Regions from separate parts of the Mus musculus genome. Here all the other regions are linked to region 1. A link is a contact called in public Hi-C and promoter capture Hi-C data. All regions are on one chromosome and are shown on one strand. The core of a region is the stretch at or near the end of the contact, and the rest is flanking DNA. Distances in the headings are between cores, read along the strand shown.

The links. Promoter capture Hi-C pulls out the DNA fragments that hold promoters and counts their contacts. A called contact is a pair of places that touch in the nucleus more often than the background predicts.
Region 2: a Hi-C map of cortical neurons shows a contact between it and region 1, with 2.3 times the contacts expected there. The contact joins the enhancer-like site here to the promoter of Chchd3 in region 1. A contact is called at or near these places in 9 of 39 promoter capture datasets (the 3T3-L1 cell line, 3T3-L1-derived adipocytes, the C10 cell line and 5 more), 3 of 484 Hi-C or Micro-C datasets (the C10 cell line, bone marrow-derived macrophages and cortical neurons), 6 of 115 datasets of contacts at active chromatin or transcription factors (the SCID.adh cell line, T-cell acute lymphoblastic leukemia, bone marrow-derived macrophages and 3 more) and 3 of 9 other capture datasets (adipose tissue, embryonic stem cells and liver).
Region 3: a promoter capture Hi-C map of hippocampal neurons shows a contact between it and region 1, with 3 times the contacts expected there. The contact joins the enhancer-like site here to the promoter of Chchd3 in region 1. A contact is called at or near these places in 3 of 39 promoter capture datasets (the 3T3-L1 cell line, the C10 cell line and hippocampal neurons) and 1 of 484 Hi-C or Micro-C datasets (the N1E-115 cell line).

Annotation. Positions count from the first base shown.
Region 1 is chr6:33,057,797-33,062,919 of GRCm38.p6, forward strand. Chchd3 (coiled-coil-helix-coiled-coil-helix domain containing 3) reads right to left here and starts at 2,464. Exons shown (of 8, transcript NM_025336.2): 1 at 2,204-2,464. The coding sequence starts at 2,284.
Region 2 is chr6:33,927,547-33,932,669 of GRCm38.p6, forward strand. The region is part of intron 17 of Exoc4 (exocyst complex component 4); the gene reads left to right. Among named protein-coding and RNA genes, the nearest start is that of Gm13853, 62 kb to the right of the region's middle. Within about 2 kb of position 2,380, at least 48 of the 459 cell types and tissues checked have an H3K27ac peak or open chromatin away from gene starts, as enhancers often do. A contact at or near this core is called in the SCID.adh cell line, T-cell acute lymphoblastic leukemia and cortical neurons, where this site is marked.
Region 3 is chr6:33,679,858-33,684,980 of GRCm38.p6, forward strand. All of the region lies in intron 10 of Exoc4 (exocyst complex component 4), which reads left to right. Among named protein-coding and RNA genes, the nearest start is that of Gm38785, 240 kb to the left of the region's middle. Within about 2 kb of position 2,569, at least 64 of the 459 cell types and tissues checked have an H3K27ac peak or open chromatin away from gene starts, as enhancers often do. A contact at or near this core is called in the N1E-115 cell line and hippocampal neurons, where this site is marked.

The sequences.
Region 1 (5,123 bases), core at 1,214-3,713:
GACCGCTTATTTATAAATCTACAAAGCAGCTTGGAAATATATAGATCAGTGGTACAGTGCTTGTCTAGCACATGGGAGGGCCTAAGTTTAATTCCCAGCACCTCAAATAATAATTAATAATAATGATGATAATCAACAGGTGTTTACATACCTTATCCTCTAATCCTAACCAAAGAAAGTGATAACATTCCACTTTAGGAATAAGGGTGTGCATCAGAGAAGCGACTTGTCCAGAGCCACAGGCTAATTAAAAATGTCAGCTTAATTCCAAGTTGGCTTTCTCCTGTCCATGACCTCAAGGAACCCAAAATGGCTCCAAGTCCTCCCAATTCAACAACATACCAGTTTTGAGAAAAGCTGCAAAAAAGCTATATTTTGTTCAAAAACAAAAACAAAAACAAAAAATAAAAAATAAAAAAATAACAATCTGACCGTGTCAAGAAGCCCACGAGACTTGTGAGCTAGAAAACAATAGAGATCCGAGAGATGTACGCAGCTCTACCAGTCTGAAGAACAAGAAAACTGAAGGAGAGAACGCTGGAGAAGATTACAGGCAATCCTTGAAAAGACCAGAAGCAGAGGAGAACCTTGCCAAGGGTGTTTGAAGAAGAGCTGCGTACAAATCAAAATAAGCCTGCCTGGGCCAGGACTGTAACAACAGAAATAAAATGTATCTGAAAAAGGAAATTTATGTCAAGTTGTATGGCTGAAAGACATAGTTGGGTTTTTCTTGTTTTGTTTTGTTTTTAAAGTTTACAGAAGCTCTTTAAAACAATCTTATCACTTGAATGGAATACATATCCCTGTTGCCCTGCCTATCACTCTACCCTATCTGATATTGTATCTAAATCTCTATGCTGTGCCCAAACTCATACAGTTTGTGTCACTGGCCTGTCTGTGATGAAACATGAGGAGAAAGACTTAATGCATTGTTCTAAACAGTTTTTTCATCTGAAATTTACTTTCCTTTTTTTTTTTTTTTTTTTAAGTTTTCAACATTCTAAGCCTTTTATCGACTTTCTTTTCCTTTCTTTTTTGGTTTTTTTTTTTCCCTCCACCTCTGTACAAAACTCAAGTATGCAGTAATTCTTATCTTACTACAAAAACTACCAACTAAACCACAGCAGGCAAAGGGCTCTATCACTAGTAGAGTGAGAATTGCTGGTCACAGACTCAAAAACTCAGTTCAACAGTCTGGGGTTTCTAATCAATAAAACTTTAATAAGTTCTTTTCAAAGTAACAAATTTCAAAGGAAAAAGTTTTCAAGCAGTTGAAATGTTTTTAAGTTTTTATTTCCTTGTAACTCTTACATAGTTAATTAAGAGTAGTTGTGTAAAAGCAGTAGACAGAAAATATAAAGTACTCTAAAACCTTCTGAAGTCATAGTGCTCTATTTACTAGATACAAGTAAGTGTACTTCCCAAAGCATGAAGCTCCAAAGTCGAGGCAAAGGAGAATATTAAAGTTGTTAGTGTGTATACTAACGCCCTAGAGGAAATTCAAGTTTTCAGTTCATGTATCAAGTACATGCAGAGGGCATTTAATAAGTCTCTATAACGATCCCTTAGAAGTTGTCTCAGTTCTACAACCTTGAAGGCCTGCAAACCGACCTCCGCCCCTAGCAGGCTGGCAGTTATAGGCCTGTATAGTCCAACTGGGTCAGGTTCATAACTTGGGCCAACAAACCACAGGGGAGGCGCCTGGGAAAACGAAATTATCAGGTGGAAGGGAAAGAGCCAGAAGCCAGAAATTAGCAGCAGGGTCAGGAATGACTTGAATGGTAATACCAGAAGAGGGGCAGGGAATAACAGAGGCAAAGAAGAGTAATCCTTAAAACACCAATTCACTCTGAGAAAGAACTGTGCGTGGAAAAGAAGGGCTTGGGTCCTGTACAGGAGGCACACGGACCAGCACAGTGAAGCAAGAGTTTTAATAAAGTCCTGCAACTAGTGAGCAAGGACGACCGTGGTGACCCGGCACCACCACCCCGGCACAGTGCATGGCTCCTGGCACACAACCAAGAACTTTCTCTGAATGGAGGTTCGGAGTCTTGAAACTACGAGCTTCTTCCCAGAGACCCAGACTTCTAGCGGGACAGCAGGGCGGGCCGAGAGCGGAGAAAGCAGGTGCAGCTGTCCCAGGCACATTTCAGCGTTGGGATCCGAGGTCAAAGGCTGCCCTCCGCCCGCCCACGGCACTCACCCGGATGCCCTTCACCACGGTGATGTTCTCGTTCTCGTCCGCCTCGAAGGTGACCCGGCGGGTGCTAGCGGTCCCGCCCATGGCTCCTGCTTCTGTCCCCGCAGAGTCTGGAGCGTGGACCTACGAGCACGTCAGGACCCACGCGCACACTTGCGCGTGAAAGCCCTGGACGCTTCTCTTGCAGGGCAGGAGCAAGGCCACGACCCCAAAAAAGAAGCAAGGAGAAGGCGCCGGTCCCAAAAGCCCGCCTCCTCCGGTCACGTGCCAGAAGTAGGCCGCTTCGGGTTAGCCCGAGAAGCAAACTGCCCGCCTCTTATCAGAAGGTGCACTAGGATTGGCTGGATTGGACCCGGATGCTATGGCAACAGGTGGTGCTTAATAGGGCTTCCGGAGCCTCTGAGAATAATGGGAATTGTAGTCTCGATCCGGAGCGATAGGTGCTGTGACAGGTCTCACTCCCTAAACTGTAAAGTGAACCGAGCATTCTGGGAGTTGTAGTCTTGACAGCCCTGAAGGCCTCCTTCTGGTCTACTTTCAAAAAAGTTGGTTCACCCAACCAGCTTGTTTTGCAGTTGACTCTAGAACCTTAGGTAAGTTAGGTAAATACAGGCTCTCAAAGCTAGATATGGAAGATGCACTCCCCTAAACAAACAACTTGTATATTCCAATTCACAAACCTGTAACAACTAAACTTAGCATTTTGCCACTTAGTCTTTTAAAGGGGCCGAGACTACATATGCCTATGTTCCTATCTTATGACTTTGGTATTTGTCAGTCTGTATGAAATGCAACTTTTAATGTAGGGCTTTCAAATCTACATGCAAAAATGCACAGGAAAAATTATTTACACAAAGATACAGACAGAACACTGCTTCTCGTGTTTGTGTCTCTTATTCACTTACATAAGTTAGATCACAGGATGATTAGACAGAGGAAAATGGTCCGTTCATGGAGGAGTTATAGCAGCGTTAGACAAAGTAGAGATGATCTGTTTTGGAAAGTTTCTAGCTTGGTACTTTACCTCCAAGAAGTCTAAAAATGTTAGGATAACCACACACACAGTTTCAGTTTTGTTGTTATTTGGTTATTTGGTTGATTTTAGGGTTTTTTTGTTTTGCTTTTTTGTTTGTTTGTTTGTTTGTTTGCTGTCAAACACTGTTGCTAAAAGTACAGTATGATCTTAGATTTATGGAGCCAGAGAAATACCCTTTCATTTAGAAATTAGATGGATGGGACTACTGATGTAGCTCAGTTGTCTATGCAATGCCCCAGGCCTGAGCTATGTGAAGGAGGAGAAAAAACAAGAGGGAAGAAGAAGAGTGGGGCAGAAGGGGGATGGGAGGGGAGGGGACAGAACTAGCTGAACAAAAATACCTTTTTCAATTTGCCCTTCTCAACATTAAAAGACAGAGAATACAGCATACCATGGCATCCTCCTAGGCCAAAGGGATCCACAATGTTGAAGAAATATTTTTGAGCTTCAGTTATTTGTCAGCATGTCAGAATCTGTAGCGCAAGACACTATGTCCCTCCCGCTGCTATATCCCAGCATATAGCAGCAGTGCCCTTCATCTCATTGTGTCGTTCTTTTCAACACATGTGCTCTAAATCACATGATATTCTCCTGCAGTTCTGAAACTGCCTGCCCCTGTCTGCGTCCTCCCATTACATCACAGTTGAGCTTGCTTCTCTTGAGAACCCAGATACACAGGGATTGCCGTTCCTTACATCGGGTCCTCCCCATCCATAAACACAATCACCTCACTTCCTACCCCATAGACGGCGTGTATTGAAGGGTGTTTCATAAAGCAGTTGCTCGGTCTATATTTACAAAATTAGAGGCTTCCATACGGAGAGTGAGGAGATACAAATAACACTTGTTAATGAGGATGAAGACCAAGGCTGAGAAGGCAATGGATGCCTTCCATCAGAGCACCAAAAGCATCCGGTGCTCTCCTCAGCAAAGGACCCAGAATACTTCCCAACTCCTAGTGTGTTTCAAGCAACACTAAGTAGATCTTCTTTTTAAAAAATTTAATGTATCGCCGGGCGTGGTGGTGCACGCCTTTAATCCCAGCACTCGGGAGGCAGAGGCAGGCGAATTTCTGAGTTCGAGGCCAGCCTGGTCTACAAAGTGAGTGCCAGGACAGCCAGGGCTACACAGAGAAACCCTGTCTCGAAAAACCAAAAAAAAAAATTTAATGTATCTTATGGGGATGTTGGGGGATACCCACAGTGACAATACAGTTCTCCCCAGGCCAGTTCCAGGTACATCGTCCCTACCATCTCTTCCTAAACTCTTGAGAACCAATGGTCTCCCCTTCGCTCTGTCTATAGCTTCTTCATGGCCATCTACTCCAAAGGCAGCATTCTCAAGCCAAAAACATAGGTTGGCTCAAATGAAAAACAAAACTCAAACTTGAACCTCTTAGATTCTCTCTCCCTTTTCTCTATTTTTGGCATCAAGTCCTCAAGTTTCACTGTGAAATTCACAGTACAAGAGGAAAAGCAGAGCAGCCTGGATAATGAGTTTGAACTCGGAATCATCACGGCAGACTAGAGAGAGGTAACACGGGGACTGTAAGCAAAATAAAAACATCCAGATGGAAAGAAAGAAGTAAAACTGCCTCCATCACACATGACATGATCTTATAAATAGAAAAACATCTCAAAGAATCTACTAAAAAAACAGTAATTTTTTTTTAAAGTTCAGCAAGGTTTCAGAATATAAGTTCAAAAAACTTCTTGTGTATCTCTATACACTACAACTAGCAAGCCAGAAATGAAATGAAGATATCCAGTCCATCAGGAATAGCATCACAAATAGCTCAAATGTCCACTTATTGATAAATGGATAAACATGACTCAGCATTTCCAGATAATGGAATAGTATTGAATAATAAAAAGGTACAAAGTGCTG
Region 2 (5,123 bases), core at 1,130-3,629, 870 kb after region 1:
CCATACTAATATAAGATGTTAGTAGGAATAATGAATATAAGTTACTTGAGAACTTTATACTAACTTACTTTTTTCAACTTTGTGTGACTAAAACCTCTTTTTAAAAATAATCTGTTAAAATGTTATCAAAGACATTTATGCCATGAAGATCTGCATGTGGATGATTTATGGTGAGCATGAAAAGATGCTCACCATAATCTGTTATTAGAGAAATGAAAATCAACACCACACTGAGATAAGCCTGCCTGCACAGTCCAAATAAAAAAGGGGGGGGGTAGAGTTGGCTCTTTGGCTAAGAGCACTGACTGCTCCTCCAGATGACTCAGGTTCAATTCCAAGCACCCACATAGTGGCTCACAACCATTTGTAATTCCAGTTCCAAGGAACTCAGTGCCCTCTTCTAGCCTCTATGAACAATGCACACTCAAGGTGCAGGCATACATGCCAGCAAATGCCCATATACATAAAATAAAAATAATTTTATGTTTTGATAAGAATATAGAGGAACTAGTGCTAGTGGGAAAATGGAAGGTACAGTGGCCTTGAAGAACAGTTTATCCCTTCTTCAAAAAGTTAAAAATAGACTTATCATATGATTCAGAGATTCTACCCAAGAGAAATCAAAAATAAATGCACTAAAAAAGTTTTACCCAAATTTTATAACAGTGTTAACTGATGGGTGAATGAAATGTGAATACATACAATAGATATTATGTGGCCATAATATGAAATTTAATATATGATGAACCTTTACACATGAGGCTAAATTAAAGAAGCTGGCCATGAATGGCTACATTGTATGTGACTCTGTGCGAAATATCAAAAATTGGCAAATCTTCAGAGCTAGCAGTTACTTACTGTTTGGAGCTTGTGAGAAAATGAAGATGTGGACTCAGGATTTCTTTTGGGAATGAGTAACATGTTCTAAAATAGATTTTGCAGATGGCTGTACAACTCTGGATATATTAAATGATCTTGAACTCTATACTTCAAATATGGAAATTGTATGGTAGCTGAATTATATTGCAGTAAGTTTTTTTTATGTTGAGCTTTAAAGCTTTAAAAGTCCCAAATGATTTGTCATAGAAAATGAGTAGCTCAAGTTTTATACCACATTAATAGAGAACTTTGTCAAGGAAATATCCTACGCATTTTCACATTTCCCTAATCATCCTGAGAGGTGAACAATCAAGGAAGAATTTGTAAGGAAGTGATGCATAATTTAAATACTAAGTGGATTTATCCAGAGTTGGGGAAGAGCCATTCAAGCAGAAAGTGAGGGACCCTGAAAGATGAGGTCTGGGGGAAGTGAGATCCCCTGTGGTAAGCTGTGGGTGCCACTTTCTTGCCTATAACTCGAAACATCCCCTTCATCATTTCCCTTGCCCTCACTTATCTCCTGTTATCATATACCTAACCTATTTTATATCTGATTGTTCACCTTGTCTACCCACAATAGAATGGGACCTCCATAGGCAAGGGCTCTTTTTATAGCATTCACTGCAGTAGCCCCAACTGAGTAGGACCTCAGTTGTAAATGTTCTCAGTTGTAAAGTGATTGCTGAAGGTGTGGTCATGATTCTGCTCAGAGCTAGCAGGAATAAAAACAGATATGGGAAGTAAGACGGAGTTTAAAAACCAGCTCAACTTAAGTAATGGTTGAATGTCAGAGGCAGAGGAACGGGAGTTAAGGATGACCCTGGAGCATCTACACACAGAATCAGCAAGTAAGGTAGGGGAACGGGGAGGACTGGGCTACAGTGTGAGGATATGTGTAAGATGCCTGTGGGACTTCAGAGCAGATGTGTCTAAGACACAACAGGAAGCTTAACAGAAAGGGTGGGAGTAAACAAACAGACCTGGGGAAGCGTCAGCATGGAGCCATCCAACCTCGGAAAGGAAGGGTCCATAGGCCAAGGGCAGTAAGATGGTGATGCATAAAGCCAGCAGAGCACAGAGCACACAGCCATGCTGCTACCTGAGTAGAAATGCTACTTCCCCTGTCAGTGCACAGATCAGCCTCCTTCAGGATGAATGAAAGCCATGTCTCTTTTTAAGTCACCCACATCCCACGTGAGCTCGCCTACCCAGATTCTTCCTCGAGGTACCAGGAGCCCAGCCCAGAAACTAAACGTGCTAAGTGGGACCCCTGCTTCATCCTTGACCTTTGTACTTTGCTAAGTCTAGGAATGCCCTCGGCCATGACTGAGAATGTCGAATTCCTCCCTTGGGGGCTGTTGTGTATACTTATCTTCTACAGGCTTATTGCAGAGGGACATTGTTTTGGTTTTTTGCAAAAAGGTTAAGTTTTCCTGGAGTGACCGGGGCATAGCTTGCTATAGGATTAGCGATGCCGTGCTGCCACCTACTGGAAGCACCCACAGCTGTCAGGACAGACCTGTGACTGAAGACTTCAGTGCCTGGGCTGAACACTGACTGCTTCCCCTTGCAGACTCCTTTGCTCGGCCAGAAACAAAATATTCCCTGCATCTGTTTCCGCAGTCATTTTGAAACCAGCTTTATCCTGCCACCAGTCATGTCTGCCCTTCCAATCCCAACCTTTTTTGCAAGCTTCGCTTTAAAGGGCTTCATCTGACCAGTTTCTGTTTGGATTTGTGGTCACATGAGGCCAGTCTTCTGCCAAACATTCTTTTAATAATGATGACCTCTAGAAGCTCTGAGAAGGAGCTTTAATTCAGCGGTGATAATAAAGCTAGCTCTGACTCCTGGCAGCCAGGAAAAACAGGCAAGTGATGGGTTTTATAGCTTTTACTGCCTGATATAAAAAAAAGGTACCTGTTAATAAAAGTCAGTGATAAAACAAAAATGAGTATAATTTGATATCCAAGAGTGTTTTCTTAAGGACCGTCTATTACATTATTTAAATAATGTTACTTTTCTTGAATTTAACCTTCTTTTGACTTTGCTACCCATTTCTGCCTATACCGTTTTCTTCTGGTCTTGCCTCTCTTAAGTTTATTATACTTAGAGTAGATCTCATACATTGCAGAAACTAATTGGTCTCTAATTAATGGTTTAATTGGGGCTTTTTGGATGCAGGTGAGCATGCCTCACCAGCCTGCATAGCCTCCAGAGCGCCTGAAAACAATGAGAACTCATAATCTCCCCAGAAAAATGCCTGCCTCTAATTAAGGTCTGAGTTCTCCGAGACATGCCTCACGTGTGAAGGCCTTAGTTAAATAAGATTTCCTTCTTGTCGTGATAGCATACAGTCAGTTTCTAACTTGGGGTTCCTCCCAATTCCTGGCAGACAATGGATCTGTTCACTGTTGCTTATTTGCTGGCACTGGCATTGCTCAGAGAATACCATAGATGGCAGATGCTATTATGCAATGAAGATCCCAGGGAATAGAAATGAGAAATAACTTGCCCAAGATCTCCCATCAGATTGTCTTTATGTATCCTTCGGTGCCTCTTTGGTCTCGTGCTTAAGAAATTAAGTTAGCCTTCCGTGTGAGGCTGTTCTTCTGCCTGAAAGGACTGGGTTACATTGTTCTATGTAAAAATTCCAAGAACTATCACTTATTGATTTTAGTAGAATTCTTACTGAAAAATTGGAAGCTGGAAGCTGACCCCCTTCTTGTTTTATAAATAAAAGTTTAGTGTTGAAACTAACATGTTTAAAATTCAGAAACACAGACCAATGAGACAGCTCATCCAATAAGTGGCTGAGGCAGGAGTACCTGAGCTCAGTCCCCAGAACCCGTATAAAAATAGCTGAGTGTGGTAGCCCACACTTGTAATCCCAGCACTGGGGAAGAGGAGATAGGTAAATTCCTGAGGCTAAGTCCAATCCCCCTCACTTAATAAGCTCCATCTGTCCAAAAGGAAGTTAGAGACACCTGAGGACTGAGGCCCAAGGTGGTTCTGAAGCCCACCCACACCCTAGTTCCCCAAAATAAAGACTCTGAGACTTCTTATATATGAATAAATGCCTAGACCCTTTGGCTTGTTTCTGCTAGCTGATAACTCAGCTATTCTGTTTAAACTAGTCTGAGGCCTGCCACATGGTTAAGTTTATCTCATCTCAGGTTCATATGACTGGCTTCCTCAAAGTAAAGGACAAATTTTCCCAAGCCTGACCACACATACACACACACACACACACACACACACAGAGTACCTTCTGCATTCCTCTGCATTGCTTTCCCCCTTTCCTAATCTGAAAAGACCAAACCCAGATGCTGAAAGGAAGCCACATGGCATGGTGAGCAAAATGGCTTTGCTCTCAAGTCTTCCCTAATGTGTCTTTGTAAGCTAGAGCTTTCTAATTTTCTATATTCTGAAATTGATGTTTTATGTGCTTAATTTTCACATTTTCCTATATTTTAATGTTTTATGACTCATTTTTATTAGCACATTCTCCCTCCCCACATAATCATAAATGTCTTATAACTAGTCACCAGGATTGTATTTAGTTTCATTTCTGGGTATCTATAGTTTATTATGTAGTTTATTTTCTCTTCTCTTTGTAATAGGCTTATATAAATTGAAAGTATTTATAAACATGGTCTAGACTTGAAAGTATGTTTAGTATACACGAATTTACATGTGTTTAGAGAACATCCATCAATAAATACAAATAGTTTGCCAAGAAATTATTTTTATACCTAGCCTTATAGTCCTGTGGGAATAAATTGTTTTCTCTAAAACAAGGGTAGCTCCAAAATAGATTTGGTGTAAATTGTCCATGTATGCTAATGAAAATGTACTACTATGGTAAAAATGAGCATGCTTATAGCTGAGCTTGATATATGCACTGTAGCAAATGCTTTCTCCACGTTGGTTCTTTGAAATTGTGTGTAGATGTTACAGTCACATGTTGTGAATAAAATGGAAAATATTTAAGAGGTTAAATAAATTCCCAGTTCATAAAATAATAGATATAGGATCACGTATAGATCACTGGACTTCAACATGTGAAGATAAAGCTATCATTTGGTAAATATAGGATCTATCTTTTATATAGCATCATTTTCAATTAAGTTCTTAAAATATGAATATATTCTTTTCCTTTATTTTTTCTAGTTTTATTTGTCCCACTTATTTCTGTAGATTTCTGCAGGCTAAATATTTTTCATTAATTATTCCTGTAGTATGTA
Region 3 (5,123 bases), core at 1,319-3,818, 620 kb after region 1:
ATAGACTCTCTAAGAAAAATGTGAGTGCCAGTTGTTGGTCGACAAAGTTCAAGTGAAACCCCATTAATACAGACTATTGCCATCACCCTTGGTTGTCTCCCAAGACTTAAAGACTTAAAGACTTAAGTAAGTCCTTATTGCTGTAGATACCACAGACTAGGGATATAGGCAGGTAAAGATAGAGCTGGAACTGACCTACAGTCCTGCCTCCTAAGGACTGACTCTCATAGTACCAGAAGGTGCTATGTAAGCTGCCAAGGCAAGAAAGCAATCAATAGTCCTACCCAACTGGGAACCATGACAGGTCTACTCTTATCAGCACTGGCTCGTCTCTCTCTTTCCCTTTGTGAGGACTCAGTGAACCTAAACTTCCCAGGCTCTGTACTCACTGCTACAACTTTCCTTCTCTCCTGGCAGCCTTTTCAATTATTCATTAAGACACATCCAACATGACTTTCTTTCTTTAGCTGTCTCTACATTTTGTTCTTATATAATTGTGGTTCATATCACATCCTATCATAGTGACTTGTTTTTCTACATTAGACCTTTGTAAAAAGAAAGCCCAATGGACTGGAGAGATGGCTCAGCGGTTAAGAGCACTGACTGCTCTTCCTAAGGTCCTGAGTTCAAATCCCAGCAACCACATGGTGGCTCACAACCATCTGTAATGAGATCTGACGCCCTCTCTGGAGTGTCTGAAGACAGCAACAGTGTACTTACATATAATAAATAAATAAATCCTTAAAAAAAAAAGAAAGCCCAAATTATACCTGCCTTTGCATCCGCCATCTGGGACATTGTGCCATCCTAGAATAGTTTCCTGGACTACTTAGAAGGAACACTAATATGCTAATCAAGTCTTGTGCAGAGCACAATATTATACTTCCAGATCTAGTCATGTAAAGTCCTAGGATGTTCTCCAGCTTTTGAACCTTAAGTATTATGCCAGCTACTTCAAACATCATTTCAATAAATCCAATTTGAAATCTGTATCATGAACACCTATGGCATTATTTGATGCAGTTCTAATCAGTTATTCACACTGTAGGCTGAGTTTGTTTCTCAGTACCGTCTAGTGAATTGTGATTGCTGATCTGATGGGTGATATCCTTATGCCTGTGACTTGGGGACTACATTGATTCCCTCAGGTATCGTGAGGTTATTTTAATATAAATGAGTTTATTATTTACTAAATGTCCATACTGTGTGTATAACTGTCACTTCATAATGGATGCACCTTGGTCATTCCTGTGTCATTCCTGTGGCTGTGTTAACATTTCAAGACTCTCATTTCCCAGCTCTGTCTATGCTGTGTCTGTCTTTAGCCTTCCACTTTTCTTCATGTTTCTGCCTAGCGTTTTTTCATTCATATTTTTCTTTCCATTCCTATAGAGTTTCACCCATGCTTACATTTTGCTTAATTAACAGTTTTCGCAGCTGTATTCAAAGTCCATTAAGCATTGCTAATTGTTACTACTTGGTTGCTTCCCAGGGTTTCTAAAGAAGATAAAATAAAACAGGACCAAACATGACACCTTGGTTCACTGGGGTCATCTTGATCCCTATAAAACCTAGCATACAGCTTTATTAAACTGTGTTTTCTCATAGTGAGCCACACATACTGTGATAGCAATTTAAGATGACAAAGTATTATTACTGCTAGAGAAAACTTAGATATATTTTAAAACATGTTTACACTACCTTACAGATATAATTTAAAAACAAATTGTATACACTAAAGCAAGAAACTTTTGTTAAGAAACTTTTGTTTTTCTCCAAGCAAAAAAAAAGCCCAGAGTTGTGAGCGGTTGTCAATGGTACATGAATATTCAGATAAACCACCCAGGGTTACTTGGTTGTTTAAGATGAGGCTTGATCCAGTAGCATTTGAAAAAAAAAAGGGGGGGGGATACTTTTTGCCACTCAAAACAGTGCCACCTCATCTTCTTGGAGTTATATAGACCAGGGAGTTTTGGTAGATAATGTGTGGAGAAATATGAGAAACACATTATTTTAAACTCAAAAGAGGGACAAAGAACATGGAGTAGTTTTTCCTTTTCCCAGCTGCCCTCTGGTGGCAAAGACACAGCAGACAGCAGCCATGCTGAAGGAAGCTGCTTCCCTGCTTAAGAGGGACCAACCAGAGCCTTGCCTGTGCATGTGTGATTCCAAAGCGGAGTGCAGGGCCTCCTAATTACATCCTGCTTCCCCGTGGCATCTGCTCTTATCGTGGCTGCTCCAGGCTCCACCAGCTCAGTCAATACTCACATATTAGCAGGAGACAATCGATAGAAAAATTAAAAAGGAAAGTCAAGGTAATTAGGCTAAAGCTGCTGCTTATGAGTTTTCAATAATTGCTTTCGCTTCCTCTTGTTTCCTCATCTCTAGAAAAATAGGGCCTGATTGAAGGACTGGGTCGTGTTTGACTGAGGACATGTCAAAATTATACAAAGGCAGGCAGGAAATAGAATTAAGCTGTATTTGTTTTAGAGCAGTAAAGGGGCTTTGCATGATGGCAGGGGAAGAATAGGAGCTGATTTAAATGTCCCCATTAGCAGCTGTGCCATTGTCCCTACCTGTTTCTGTCACCAGCTTCTGCACCACTAGCAGGAGCCCACTCAGAAGCACCATGACACGTCCTATACCCAAGCTCCAGGGGAAGGCAAGAGGGAGACTTCCCCCAGAAAGCAGCATCCCGATCACTCTGGAAATTTCATTCTACCTTTTACAAAACTATGAACTAAATCAAAATCTCCTAGTTGCTAGCCGTTGTGTGCCGCTGTTGAGCATTGGTCTCTGGGTACAGTTGTCATGGATGGCAGCCCACTTATGAACACATTTGGGTGAACTGTATTTCCTAGGACAGGAAGTCAAGTCTCCATTTTGACCTGCCTGGGCATTTGTGTCCTCTAAACAGAGACACCCTTCGTCTTCTTGTTGCATGGTACGGTGCCAACTACCTTATAGAGGAGGAAATACCAAGGGAGCCCCTCCTCTGAGAGTGATGAATCAAGAAGGGGAAAAAAAAAGGATAGTTTTGTTACAGAGATATTTTATGTTTTATGTCCATTTACAGTCTACATATGCATGATTTCTGTCAGCTTAAAGCACTTTATAAACTTTATAACCAAATTATGTACTTACATCATTTCATTCACTGTTGATATATAGCTGTTAAACATCTGCCACATGCATATTTCTTTCAGGAAAAAAATGTAAAAGAGAATTCGATCTTGGTAAATACACAGGAAATATTGAGATGAAAAGAATATGATATGGAAGTATTTATTGTGCACCTGCTATGTCTAAAGCATAGAAGAGCCCACTGGCAAAAGACAAAAAAAAAAGATAGAACTCTTATCACCTTCCCCACGTGCCCCTTCCTTCCTCCCTCCCTCCATGTTTGTTGATCAGAAGTGAGTGATAATACCTGTGTTTGGGTCCAGGGCAGTCTGATTTACATCATCTCGTTAACTTAGACTTTTTCTTAAGGTGTAGGGATTGATGTGTCAAACTGCTCTTGAGGCAGGTAATTCACATGTTATTGTGGATAGGGATGCTATGGTGTGGCAAGGGGAGCAGAGGCCTAGAGAGCCAGGCTTGCTTGCCAAGAGCTGTTGCACTGATTCCCCTCTGTCACTCCTCTCCTACCTGAGCTTGTGTCTGTGACTCTGTCACCTGGAGAACTTGTAGCAAGGGGACTATGTTATGATGCATGACATGAGTTTGACATTTGTTTAGAATTGTACCAGGGCTCTGTAGAAGACTCCTGCTTCCCCTACAGCCTTCGGTTGAGGTGGAGAAATTACAAACCAAACAGCTTTGATCACCTTCCTCAGCTTCCTTGGCTCCACCTCCTGGTCCTTTCCATCCCTCAGGGGAGTCCCCGTCACAGCACTTAGACTCTCCTGCCCTTCTCTGGCCTCGCTATGATCACTTTTGGGGTGTGTGGTAACTACTGTGGTTTTTAAACAGTCTTCCTATGTTAGATCTGTAACTTACAATCCTCCTGCTTCAGCCTCCTTACTGCAGGTGTGTGTGTGCCTTCATGCCTAGCTCTGAGGAAAATTTATCTTTGTAATTTTTTTTTTTTTGGTTGTGAGGGTACATAATGAGAAGAAAACTTTTGAAAGTTGGCTTTCATTTTGTACCTCAATAGTACAGAGTCTGTCTGTGCTGTGAATTCCTGGCCTGTGGGTCTCTAGACATCTCTGCCTCAACCATTCATCTCCAGTATGGGGGTTAGGATTACATATGTGAGCCACAACATGTGGCTTTTCATGAAATGGAACTCAGGCATATGTAACGATTGCTTTTACCTGTGAGCTGTCTTCCTGACTTCTACGGAAAATAATGGAAAGTTATTTTTCTCTCCTGTCATTTTATTTCAAAGAAGGTTCAACAACACCCCCTCCCTTTTCCTCTTGTATTTATTGTTTCCGTCATACCTCCATATTCTTTGTCTTTAATTTTCTATAAAAGTTTGGGTACTGAATACAAAATAACTGCAGTACAATAGTATGCCACCCTTCTGGTGATGTAAATAGATAGTAGTAACTGTGACTCAGGTTTAACTGCCTGATTTGACTTGCAGGTCTGCTGCATTTCTTTCTAACTTAAAACATTTCAGCTATGCCTTTAAATGACCTCTGTTGCTGTCAGTGAGTTATGCAAATTTACTGTTTGTTAGTTAAGAGGCATTAATAAATGTATTTCTATGAGGCATATATAATGATGCAGAAATATGAATGAGAGCTTTATGCGAAACAAAGATGTATACAGTGACATGTGATTGTGGGTATACAAACAGTTCAAATGTCTTAAATGCCCTGAATAGTGTGTCTATAATATTGTGGTTTGTTTTAGAACCATTCTATCTTCTTGCTGTCTTTTCTTCATATGAGGTACTTACCACAATGTACAATATTTTACTAGTCTGCTTACATTGTTTTTGGTGGTCTCTTGTATGGAGCACATTTTTATGTGAAAGGCCTTATGTTGTCTAATAGCATTGTATATCCTTTTAGTAAGTATTTGCTGAAAAATAAATGTTTACTTCTTTCTTTTTTATGTCTTCCAGTGATGTTAGCAAAATAGATGGAATGGGGAGTGCTGTTTTGTAA